Linked DNA regions of Mus musculus: all the other regions are linked to region 2. Evidence: chromatin contacts called from public Hi-C data. All regions are on one chromosome and are shown on one strand. The core of a region is the stretch at or near the end of the contact, and the rest is flanking DNA. Distances in the headings are between cores, read along the strand shown. Region 1 has its middle 16 kb from the start of Gm41062. Region 2 overlaps Gm41060 (a long non-coding RNA gene). Region 3 has its middle 10 kb from the start of Gm33849. Region 4 has its middle 30 kb from the start of Ankrd55.

Evidence for each region. A called contact is a pair of places that touch in the nucleus more often than the background predicts.
Region 1: a Hi-C map of bone marrow-derived macrophages shows a contact between it and region 2, with 23 read pairs. The contact joins two enhancer-like sites. A contact is called at or near these places in 8 of 39 promoter capture datasets (the 3T3-L1 cell line, 3T3-L1-derived adipocytes, the HPC-7 cell line and 5 more), 3 of 484 Hi-C or Micro-C datasets (the AML12 cell line, Sertoli cells and bone marrow-derived macrophages), 9 of 115 datasets of contacts at active chromatin or transcription factors (bone marrow-derived macrophages, craniofacial prominence, embryonic forebrain and 6 more) and 4 of 9 other capture datasets (adipose tissue, embryonic stem cells, liver and 1 more).
Region 3: a contact with region 2 is called in a Hi-C map of bone marrow-derived macrophages, with 16 read pairs. The contact joins two enhancer-like sites. A contact is called at or near these places in 17 of 39 promoter capture datasets (the 3T3-L1 cell line, 3T3-L1-derived adipocytes, the HPC-7 cell line and 12 more), 1 of 15 datasets of contacts at CTCF or cohesin (the NIH/3T3 cell line), 2 of 484 Hi-C or Micro-C datasets (bone marrow-derived macrophages and nephron progenitors), 16 of 115 datasets of contacts at active chromatin or transcription factors (bone marrow-derived macrophages, craniofacial prominence, embryonic basal ganglia and 11 more) and 3 of 9 other capture datasets (adipose tissue, embryonic stem cells and liver).
Region 4: a Hi-C map of bone marrow-derived macrophages shows a contact between it and region 2, with 15 read pairs. The contact joins two enhancer-like sites. A contact is called at or near these places in 22 of 39 promoter capture datasets (the 3T3-L1 cell line, 3T3-L1-derived adipocytes, the C10 cell line and 14 more), 2 of 15 datasets of contacts at CTCF or cohesin (both in embryonic stem cells), 8 of 484 Hi-C or Micro-C datasets (B cells, LSK cells, bone marrow-derived macrophages and 2 more), 20 of 115 datasets of contacts at active chromatin or transcription factors (CD8 T cells, astrocytes, bone marrow-derived macrophages and 14 more) and 4 of 9 other capture datasets (adipose tissue, embryonic stem cells, liver and 1 more).

What each region holds. Positions count from the first base shown.
Region 1 is chr13:112,083,328-112,086,222 of GRCm38.p6, forward strand. No RefSeq gene overlaps it. Among named protein-coding and RNA genes, the nearest start is that of Gm41062, 16 kb to the right of the region's middle. Within about 2 kb of position 1,279, at least 23 of the 459 cell types and tissues checked have an H3K27ac peak or open chromatin away from gene starts, as enhancers often do. A contact at or near this core is called in bone marrow-derived macrophages, where this site is marked.
Region 2 is chr13:111,823,035-111,825,740 of GRCm38.p6, forward strand. The region is part of intron 1 of Gm41060 (a long non-coding RNA gene); the gene reads left to right. Among named protein-coding and RNA genes, the nearest start is that of Gm41060, 4.6 kb to the left of the region's middle. Within about 2 kb of position 1,352, at least 3 of the 459 cell types and tissues checked have an H3K27ac peak or open chromatin away from gene starts, as enhancers often do. A contact at or near this core is called in bone marrow-derived macrophages, where this site is marked.
Region 3 is chr13:112,195,067-112,197,766 of GRCm38.p6, forward strand. No RefSeq gene overlaps it. Among named protein-coding and RNA genes, the nearest start is that of Gm33849, 10 kb to the left of the region's middle. Within about 2 kb of position 1,290, at least 44 of the 459 cell types and tissues checked have an H3K27ac peak or open chromatin away from gene starts, as enhancers often do. A contact at or near this core is called in bone marrow-derived macrophages, where this site is marked.
Region 4 is chr13:112,257,417-112,260,116 of GRCm38.p6, forward strand. No RefSeq gene overlaps it. Among named protein-coding and RNA genes, the nearest start is that of Ankrd55, 30 kb to the right of the region's middle. Within about 2 kb of position 1,330, at least 42 of the 459 cell types and tissues checked have an H3K27ac peak or open chromatin away from gene starts, as enhancers often do. A contact at or near this core is called in bone marrow-derived macrophages, where this site is marked.

The sequences.
Region 1 (2,895 bases), core at 29-2,528, 260 kb after region 2:
TGTGGGGGGGGTGGAGAAAACATGGAAAAATCCTTAGAGAATCAAGATATTCAGCCATTTAGAGAAACAGTTGAGCCAGGTGGTGATGGCATGAGCCTTTAGTTCCGGCAGTCAGGAGGCAGAGACAGGCAGATCTCTTGAGTTGGAAGCCAGCCTGGTCTACAGTGTGAGTTCCAGGGCAACCAGGGCTATATGGAGAAATCCTATCTCAAAACAAACAAACAAAAAAAAAAAACCCAAAAAAACAAAAAAAAACAAACCAAACAGAATAGAAAAGAAACGGGCTGGAGACTGTTTAGGAATACAGAGGGAGACAGAAAACCCAGAATGAAGCAGTGTGCACTTTCCTCAAGTTGGCCCGCGCTGGGCCTCGCCTTGGACTTCTGGTTCTGACTTTGAATTTCTGGACCTTACTGGGTGTTTGAGCCCCCCAGATCTCTCAAACAACCTCATGAACGCAGCGGGTGAAGTCTCTTCGTTAGGATTCTTACCTGAGGGAGCTCCAGCCTGTGTTCCCAGAGCTGCATGGTCCTTTTCAAATTGACAAACGGAGGAGATTTTTACTTTAGTTGCCTGAGATTTGTCTTCACAGTCACATCCCTGTCTGCTTCTCTGCTTCCTGTTGGCGTTGTTGTCCTGTAAGGCTCCTTGTGGGGATGAGGGTGGAAGCTTGAGCATGGCCGTTCACCTGGGCCTCGCACGAGGATGAGGGACGACGATGTTGTGCATACGTATTTGCATGGCACTGGTTCAGTAAAAACAGGTATTTCCTCTGACACTTCAAGACGTAGCTGCACTTTGTGATTCTTACTCTCATTTAGAAGTTCTAAATTCTTTGAAACACAAACCTCACAGTAGCTCTTCTTGTGTTTCTGCCTTCCTGCAATCTCATAGTTCTCTATACAATTTCTTCTATTCTGATATTCAAGAGCATCTACATATTGTACCTTTAATACCTGGCTATCTGAGTCTATGCTACAGTGAACACAAATGCACCCTAGGAAACAGGAAGTGGGAGAAACAGATAGCAAATCAGAGGCTAGTGAATGAAGTCCAAAGAAAGGCTTGAGAGAGCTGTTAAATTGCCTTCTTCTCACGAGTCCTACTGTCTATGGCACTCGGACAAAGATGAGGGGTCCTTAAGCTGGAGGAGTCAGAAGAGGAAATTCATTTTTTTTTTTAAATAAAAAAGGCGGAAAGGAAACACTGGTGTGGCTGGTTGAGAAGCTGAGTGATCTGCCAGCTTGGGCTGGAAGTGGGGGGTAAAGATGAGGTGACAGCAGGATGGGGAACAGGAAACCGAATTAAGGAAAACACGTGGTCTTCCAAAGAGGAAACAGCGGTCTGAAAAGAGATGGTAAAACCAGTCCTTCCAGGCTAATGCCTTTTGTATCCCTCCTCCCTACGGGAAGCTCAGCTGGAGGTCCGAGGAAGCTGAAAGAATACCATGGAAGCCCAGGTTACCTGCCAGGAGGAAGGAGGGCTGTGGGGAGAGCCGAAGGGCGGGGGACAGGGTCACGTTTTTCTTGGCATCGGGATACTTTCAAATGAGTTATTTTTTCAGAAGTTCCCAAGGAGGATCCCTTACCAGTTTCCAGCCTCCATTTGGGATTTGAAACCTCCAGGAAGCAAGGACCCTTCCCATGACCTCGCGTCTTCCTCTCTAAATTTAATTTGGACACTGAGGGAGAACTGGCAAGGCAGGGGCTGGAGCTTTGTGCAGTGCCTGCAAGTAGGGTCTCTCCCCAGTACTGGCAGGAACCAGTCCCGCTCTCAATTAAAGGCTGTTCTGGCAAGTGAGGGATATTGTTTGGGGTTTTGGCAAGTTGTTTAAAGATTTGGCTTGCGTGTTCTTTTCTTCTACGAAATAAGAAGTTTGGGCTGAAACAGTTTGGTTCTTAACTTTGAGGGAAGGTGGTCTGAGACCCTTTTAGGGAATATACTGAAGGCACATAAACTGGCTCCCACGGACAGTTTTCAGGGCTTCTGTTCTCTTTAGCACAGGATTTCCAGTGTCATTTTCCTTCTCAAAGAAAGCTTAAATGTCTTTAACTTTGGAACTCGGACTTTGAGGCATGGCAGGTGAGCAGACGTGTGTCCCTTCTATGCTGAAGGGTAGGTCTATAACAGTCCCAACAGTGCTCCCCCTCAGTCCCTGCAGTTAGAATAGCAGTACCACAGGGTGCACGTTCCCAGACAATCTTGGGTTGTCATGCTTTCTTTAAGCTGCAAGTTACTGATACTAAATCTGAATATTTCTACAGTCTTTGTCTTTTTTTTCCCCCAGAATCTATTTAAGTCTGTGAGATGAAAATTGGAAATGCAACTTCATATTCTCACGCTACCTATCTCCTGAGCCGGGCTCACAAGAAACATCCGCTCTGGAGTCGTTGAATTCAGAATTCAACCGGGTCCTACCGAAAGCCAATGAGCTCCAAAGGCTTGGTCAGGGTTCTCCATAGGGTCCCAGGGACAGATGAGCATGGTAGGATCTGTCTAGCCATCTTACTGGGTGTATACCAACCCAGTCTCATTTACAGAAGAGCAAAGAAATACTAGTGTACTCCTAAATGCTTCCAGTGGCAAAAGTCAGGTCAAAAGGCAGGATGTCTGCACTTGGTGTCTATTTATGGACTGTGAAGTTTAAACAGAGACCTCCATTTAGAATTCATCTGCCCATTAAAACTGCTTCCCAAGTTATTATCTGCAAGGAAGTGGACAACACTTGAATCTTTCTCTGTAGTGGGTTTGTGTGTGTGTAGATGTTTTGCACGAGTATAATTCACTGATCAATTTTACCTTGTCAAAACAGAAACTGTCTGTCAAATACAGGATGAGGCTCATTAGAGAGATGCAGACGATAGCACAGCAGAGGGGAGGATAAACCGACTTACT
Region 2 (2,706 bases), core at 102-2,601:
GAGTAAAGAGACTTTACACTACAGCTCTGGACATTGGCTTTTAATCCCTCCCTTATATGCATGTCACTGAGACAGAAATAATATCATAAAATAGTCACTTAACCAAATGACCTGAAGGACCAACTAGTCCAACCCAAGTCTGGTTTTACTCGAAACAGTGATAAGCCAACTTCACTGTGCTTGAAAATCTGCCCTAAGTATCCATGTCCCACTTTTGTCTTCTGCCAACCACGAGCAGATTACTCAACTGGTCTGTACACTGACTTCCTTGTGTATGAAATATACAGCTGAAAGGTTCTGATAGCACCTGCCTATAGGGTTAATGAGAGGAGTGAATGCTTGAAATACACAGAGATTTAATGAGACATGAAAGACACTACAAGGTCTGAGCCATTACACTCCTCAATGAAGTCGTATCTACAGGCTCTTGCGATATCACTTTAGAAACAAAAGATTGGTATTTCTTTTTACTCTTTGGCTATCAGTATTAAAGTCTGCATTGTCTACAAAGGCATCCATTTGCCCTAGACTATTTACAGAGTATCTGCTATTATCCCCAGATAGATGGGACTAGAGGCTCTTCATCCAGTAGAGTTAAAATAACAATAGGGACTCAGTAGGTCATAGAAATGACAGCCCCATCATTTGTCATTTGCAAAGCAGAGTCTGTGGCAGAGGTTCTCTCCTTCCTGATGCTGCTGTCCCTTTAACACAGATCCTCAGGTTGTGGGGACCCCCAACAAGAAAATTATTTTTCTTGCTACTTCAAAGCTGTGGATTTGCTACTGTTAGGAACTGTAATGTAAATATCTGTGTTTTCTGATGGTTTTAGGTGACTCTGTCAAAGGGTTGTTTGACGACAAAAGGATGGAGACCCACAGGTTGAGAACCACTAATCTATAGGTATCCATTCACTGTATGCGGTGGGTAATAGGATCTCATTTATTTTCTTGAGGAGATTCTATTTACCCTGTGGACTGGATTGAGATTTGAGCCCTCTCGGGATCTCTTCTGCCGATGCAGGCACTGAGTTTTCGTTCTCAGTTGCCTTCCCTTGTCCATAGTTGAAGCCCATGAGTGCTCTGTAGTTGGGGCTTATCGATGAACCTGCCATCAGGAACCCTTGGAACCTGCTCATGTTGGTCCCTAAATCCACTTCTGCTTGCTAACAAACAAGTTTCTTTGGTCAGCTTTCCATTGGCTGTTTAAAACAATACATGTCCTAATTAGCTTTTAAAGAGGAAAGGTTTGCTGTGGGGACACATTGCTTTCGCACTTGGGGAAGTGTGCCTGATGGCAGCCAGAGGTAGGGGAAGAAAGCTGGGCAGAGGAAACTGCAGGCCTCGTGACCAGGAAGCAAAAGAGGAGGGAGGGACCAGGATGTGTGGGCCTTTGAGGATATTCAGCATCCAAGCTCTGACCTACTACCTTCCCGGAGTTGCCTTCTCACAGCCTCACAGTGTTGAGAAGCGATTTAAAACCAGGCTTGCTGCCCACATAAACAGTATACTGCCTATTTTTTTAAATCATTTTTTCTTGTTTACTGTTAACTTATGGGAAAGCCCTTCTTTTTTGTTTGTTTGTTTTGGTTTGGTTCGGTTTTTTTTGTTTTGTTTTGTTTTTTAAGAACCATTTCTTCTTTCTTTCTCTTTCTCTTCCCTTTCCTCTCTCTCTCTCTCTCTCTCTCTCTCTCTCTCTCTCTCTCTCTCTCTCTCTCTCTCTCTCTCTCTTTCTTCCTTTTTTCGAGACAGGGTTTCTCTGTATAGCCCTGGCTGTCCTGGAACTCACTCTGTAGACCAGGCTGGCCTCGAACTCAGAAACCCACCTTCCTCTGCCTCCCGAGTGCTGGGATTAAAGGCGTGCGCCACATATGGGATGGCTTACACGTTTGGAAAAATAACAAGTTTCTCATGCCAGGATGCCTTCCTCGCTACCTGTGAAGACTTGATAGAATTTTAACTAAATGTTGCTAGTCTCAGAGTTCCTTAAATGCCAGTGTGATGGTACTGAGGGACTTGTGTCCTTTGGGACACAAAAAACTGACATAGATACTACCTTAATGCCTGAGGAGGGACAGGTTCTTCTGTTTGTTTGTTTTTTGTTTTTGTATTAAAATTTTACTCTATGGGGGGGACTGAAACTGACTTTACATTTAATCAATTAGAGAAGAAGTTACATATAGAAGTTTACAAGTAAAAATATATATCTATGTATGTATGGGCTCCATAGGCCCCATAACTGTCTAAAACTGTATGTATATGCCTATATCACTATAAATTATGCTTGTCTCATTACGTATACTTTGTATACACACATGGAAAATATTCCAAAGAGGCTGTTACTAAGGAATGCACTCAGTTCAAGCTTGAACAATCAACTGGAATAATCATAGATAGAATAATTATCTTAAAGGTCTCAAGAGTTTAAAACAACAATACTACGAAGAGAAACCTGGCCCAGGAACATATTTGAGGAAGAAGGAACAATCCACAACCATTACAGAGAGCCTTTTGTTCACCAGGTTGACTCAGACAGTTCCAGAAAGGGGCACCTTGCTGATTAAGGCAGTTCCAGCAGGATGCAGCCAGGGCATCTCCAAAAGGAAGAAAAGACACCGCTCATGGAGAACCAAAATGAAGGGCTTTGCTTGTGGAGTCAACTGTAAAAAGGATACCTATAAAATGAAATAGGTTAGAAAGAACACAC
Region 3 (2,700 bases), core at 40-2,539, 370 kb after region 2:
TGGTGCCAATCCATGAAGAGAAGTGTCAGAAAAAACTGACCTTGGCCTCCGGACTCCAGAACAGTGAAAACCTACTTTCTGTTGTGTTAGTTGACCGTGGTCCCAAACAGTCTCACAGGAAGATCCAGCTTAAGCTGGATCACTTCCAAAGTGTGGTCTTGAATGCCCAAGTAGGGGTGTATGTGTGTGTGTGTATATACAAGCACATGTATGCATGATACACATGTCTGTGAAGCACACATTGAGGGAAGAGATTATATTCTGCTCTAAAGCACACTCCTACATTTATTGCTCATTCATAGACAGTAGGTTTTCAGTAGCTTGATGGCCTTGGTTTAGTCAGTTGTGAAAGGACAGGTTCCGGCCCAAGACAAAGTTCTCAGCGCGAAGAAGCTGTATTTACTGAAAAGGAACAAAGGTCAGAGAATCAGAGACAAAGACAGGAGATAGAGGATGAGAGAGAAGGGGAAAGGACCAAGGGGGTGGGGGAGGGATATTTGTCCCCAAAGGACAAAGGACTTTCTCTGGATAGAGAGGAGACAGATCTGGCCCGTAGGCATATGGCGGCATAGGATGATGTGTTTAATTTTGATTGGACATGTTAATCACAGCAACCAAAAAGAGGCTTTTGAATGCCAGACTTCAGTACTATGCTAGCTGGACATTGGTAGTCAGCCTCAGGAGGAGACAGTGCCCAAATGAGGAAAGTGACTTTGGTGGCTAGCTTTAGGAATGTAATCTAAGAGATTTTAGCAAGGAAAAGGAGATGGGGAGGGGGAAGTGCAAGGCCACGTTTGTGATGCGTGGGTCCGCTAGAGCCCCTTTAGGCTCAAAAGATGAACAGAGCAGATTCTTGAATATAACGTTTCCTGGCCCAGAGTCTGGTGATGCCTGCAGCCTTTATAGGAAGATTCTCCATGATTTTGGGTAACTTGGGCTAAAACGTAAGACATACTATGAATTGCTCTCACATAAAGGGTAACGACAGAATCATTCATTTGGTTGAAACAGACGTGATTAGTGCTTGGAGCAGTTGGAAGGGGAACTCTTTCCTGTTTCTCTTTTATTTTAAAATATATTATACGCTGTTCATTTACTGGGAACTAATCTTCTAGCATATTTAAAGACTCCCTAACCACTGGAGGAGGGTACTACGCTGCCTTCTAACCTCAAGACACTGAACACATTCTTCTAACTCTGTGTATCAGGTTCCCAATCTGTAAAATGGGCCTGGTCATGGTACTCAAGTCTGAGATTGCTGTGGTGGTTAAATCAAACATTACACCCAAAATCCATAAATCAATGTCAGGCAGAGATTAGAAGCTTAATCGTTGACAGGTATGTGGGCACTGTATCAATACTGTTATTTTAGTGGTCATTTTATGGATCTAAACGCTAAATTTAAACTTACTCAAAGACATTGCCTAAAGTCACTCGGCTCACCAGTGTTACATTCAGGATTCAACTCCAGATCCATCCACCTGACACCAAAAGTCTAAGATTAGAATCATCCAACAGGTCCTCCGCTTTTCCAGCCAAAGAGATCCGACCCGCACACTCCTACAAACAGCTGGAAAGCATTCAGCGAGAAGAATTCTTAAGTTACTCTAAGGAGACTTGTTCCTTCCAGGCTGACATCTCTGCCCGACCTGAGCCATCAAACCCTTTCTTTGCCTTTCGCAGAGGCTCCTTTTTCTTCCTCCGTACTGATTCTGGGAAGGAAGAGCCGGCAACGAGATGAAAAGGGCAAATAAACACGTCCTGTGAGGATCCTATGAAAGGGGATTTTTGTTTTCCACTAGATACTGATAAAAAGATCAGACAGTCGTTTTGATGTTCCTCTCCCATAGTTAGGACTAGATTAAAGTGCGTGCATGACTCATGGAAATGACCCAGGCAGGAAAAAGGAGTCGCCTTGCTTTTTTGGATCTCTGGCCACGGTTTTTCCCCCGTGGGACCAAAACCAGCAGGGGTGGGCGGGTCCTGCGCCACCTGCTGTCAGCGGGCTGCGGAAACAAAGCTGGCTTAGGAATTTTCAGAACTTGGGGGAGTCTGGGAGAATGAGATTCGTTGGCCCCTCCTAGGGCTGCCATGTACCCCTTCTAAAAGAATTTTCTGCAATCAGTTTGTAAGCTTCTCGTCTACATTTTATCAGTTTTAACTTCCAAGTCTACCTTCACAGCAGGCTAGTCAATCCAGAAGGATGGACACACGCTTCAAAGATGCCCGCTATGATCCTGCCTCCTAGTTCAAGCCAGCTAGCAGGTTTGGGTTTGTATGTCCAACAGCTAAATCTCTGTTCCTTTATTGTTGTTACTGCTCTGTTGGAATCTGTCTAGTTTGTTTGGTTTTGTTGCTGTTTATTCAAAGACTGAAGGGTGGGGGGATCATCAGATTTCTCAGTCTGTGTTGCCCTGAGCCTCTGCCTGCAGAGACTTCCCCTCAGTCAGGAGTCATTCATTGGATGGCCTGAAAAGCCCAGGCTTGAACTCTGCTTACTCCCAGTGGATCTATTTCTGAATGTCCTTTCCTTGTTCACTCTGTTTTTCCCACTGTGGATTTGACATCTTGGAGGATCAGGTCGATCTGGAGTGCACCAGGCTGCCAGGCCAACTGGAGACCGTGCATAAGCTCAGGGGGCAGCCCCGACTCGGTTTGGACCATTTGAAGCCAGAAGCAGAAAATATCTGAGAATTCTGG
Region 4 (2,700 bases), core at 80-2,579, 430 kb after region 2:
CTCCAGCTTTCAGAGACCCCAGAACCAGCCTTTTCATGCCCCTCTGAGAAGCCAGCCTTAGATTGGTGATTCCAGAAAGCTTTACTCAGCCCTGGATTATCCTCAGAGCAACAACTCCACCTCTTGACTTCTGTTTCTCCAGGCCTTCACTGGTCGTTGATTTCTTCGTTAATTCTTTTCCTAAAGCTAACTTCAAGTCCCATAGATCAGTTTGAAGTACTCAGCTCAGCAGACAGGCATCATCACACACACCTTTAATTCCAGCACTCAGGAGGTAGATGCAGGTAGATTTCTAAATTAGAGGACAGCCTGGTCTCCATAGTGAGTTCCAGGCCAGCCAGGGCTACATAAAGAGAGCCAATGAGTTGCCATCTGTATTTGGCCATCTTCCCAAAACACCCAGAACACCACCAGGTCTATAATGTCTTTCAAATCACTTAATTACAACAATAAAAATGTAGATTAAAATGCTCCCTGTGAATAAAATGCTCTAAACATTACACTCCAGCAGACTCGTTGACCATGTCTCCCAGCAACTTTGAAGGAGCGGCAAGGATGATCATCTATGCCTGTGAAACTGTCTCCCCTAAGCAAAGCTGATTTTATGGGTTTAAATTCTTGCGTTGTACAAACATGAGCAAACATACATTGTTCAATGGTCCCTGATGTGACACAAAGGAGAAAGATAGCCACTCTTTCCTTCTGATGGTGTCCCTCAACTTCACTCCCCCCCCCACACCACACACACACACACACACGCACACGCACACACACACACACACGCACACGCACACACACACACACACGCACACGCACACGCGCACGCGCACGCGCACACGCACACATACACACACTTTGTAGAAACAATAATGCCTCTTTCTAAAGAGGTTTGAGATTTTTCTCAAGGTCTAAGATTAGGATTAGAAAGGGAAGGAGGTCACGTGGCTTTGTGGGCCATTTAGCACCATCGCCTAACCATTAAAAATTCTACAGGAAATTTTGACTTAATGTCTTCTTTGCCCTTGACAGGAAAATCACTTTGGGGGATTCTTGACTATAGTTTCTAGACCGATTTATCCTGGAAGATCCTTTTGATTCTCAGAGATTACCCCTCCTCTTTCACAGATGCCTTCTGGGCTGAGCAGCTAATGTATGTCGTCATCGATGTGCACGCAGATGTTTCGCAACCAGCTTTCAAACACTGCGGTTTATATCTAGAATCTAGAAAGCCGCCCCCCACCTCCTCCCAAAGACCTGTGTACTAAAGACTTAGTCAACTTGGCATTACTGGGAGATGACAAACGTTTTAAGAGGCCTAGTAGGAGGTTGTGTAGTCCTTGGGGCCCTCCTCTCTGCCTCTTCCTTTTCTACCACATTCTGACCACATGGTCAACAGTTGCTTTACCACGGCACCGTGATATGATTCTACCTTGCCTTGTTACACAAGTTCACATGCAATAGGACCAAGTAGTACCTCCAACCCCATGGCCAAAGCAAACCTTTCCTCTTTGTAAATTTGAACGTCTTTGGGTATTTTGTTGTAGTGACAGAAAGCTGGTTAACACAGGAGGAAGGTCCTGGCTTTCCACACTTGCACATTTTTATGGCCCTAACAATCCTAACAATGGATCCTGTCCATCTATCTATCCCCGTGATATCCCTTAGGTAGGCTGCAGAAAGAGATATATAGAGTTGGTTATCACAAGCTTATTCTGACCTGGATGCTTATAAACACTTATGAGCCAATTACACCCACCAATATCACTTAAGCAATGTGTTCAGGGTACCATGGAGATAAGGATTTAGGAAGCTAGGCTGGAGTCCTCCGTTCCAGGTGTTTGCACGCTTAAGCCAAGGAGATGATTTTTCTGTGTCCATGACTGCTCAGTGTCCTTGAGAGCCCTGTATCCACAATCTACAGAGGTACATGGGATAGGACGAGAACAAGTGGACAAAACTCAAAACTCTCAGTGTTTTAAAGTTGAAACCAATCTCCTCGCCAAGGCCCATGAGATCAGACACTTCTTTCTTCCCAGGCATCGGCTCTACCTGGTCAGAAATGTAAACTCCAAGAGAATTTAAACTGGCTTTCTGACTGTAGAGGGTTTGCAAGTTTGAGAAATTAAAGACAGAGCTAGCTATAGGCAAAGCCTGGATGCTCTCTGAGATGAAGCACCTCTGACCCCAACTGGCTGCTGCAGTGCACTGCATCTCTAGATGGCCAAGTCTCAGTGTGTAACCTGAAGGGCTGGATCTAGCCTGTGCACACCTTGACTTGGTTTTGTTATTGTTGATGATGATGTTATTGCTGCTGTTACTGTTGTTGCTGTTGTTGTTGTTGCTGTTGTTGCTGCTGCTGCTGTTATTGTTGCTGCTATTGTTGTACTTCTCAGGGTGGCAAACAATTCTGCTGCACTATACAGAAATGATCCAAGAGAAAGTGTGCTTGGTTTTCCATTTCTCACTCTCTGGTCCTTTTGCTGCCAAAACCCTAGATCCTCCTTCTCTGTTTAAGTCCTTCCTGAAGATTTCAGTGCTGGACATGAAATTTTGCCCACCAAGTTATTGGTCAGAGGGGCCCTGGAGGGATCCAGAACTATGTAGGCTGTTGTTTGATCTTGGTTGCCAACATAACTAAGTGGGGTTCAGGGGGAAGTTCTTTTGCTGAATACACCATACACTTTAGTTGAAAGACATCAA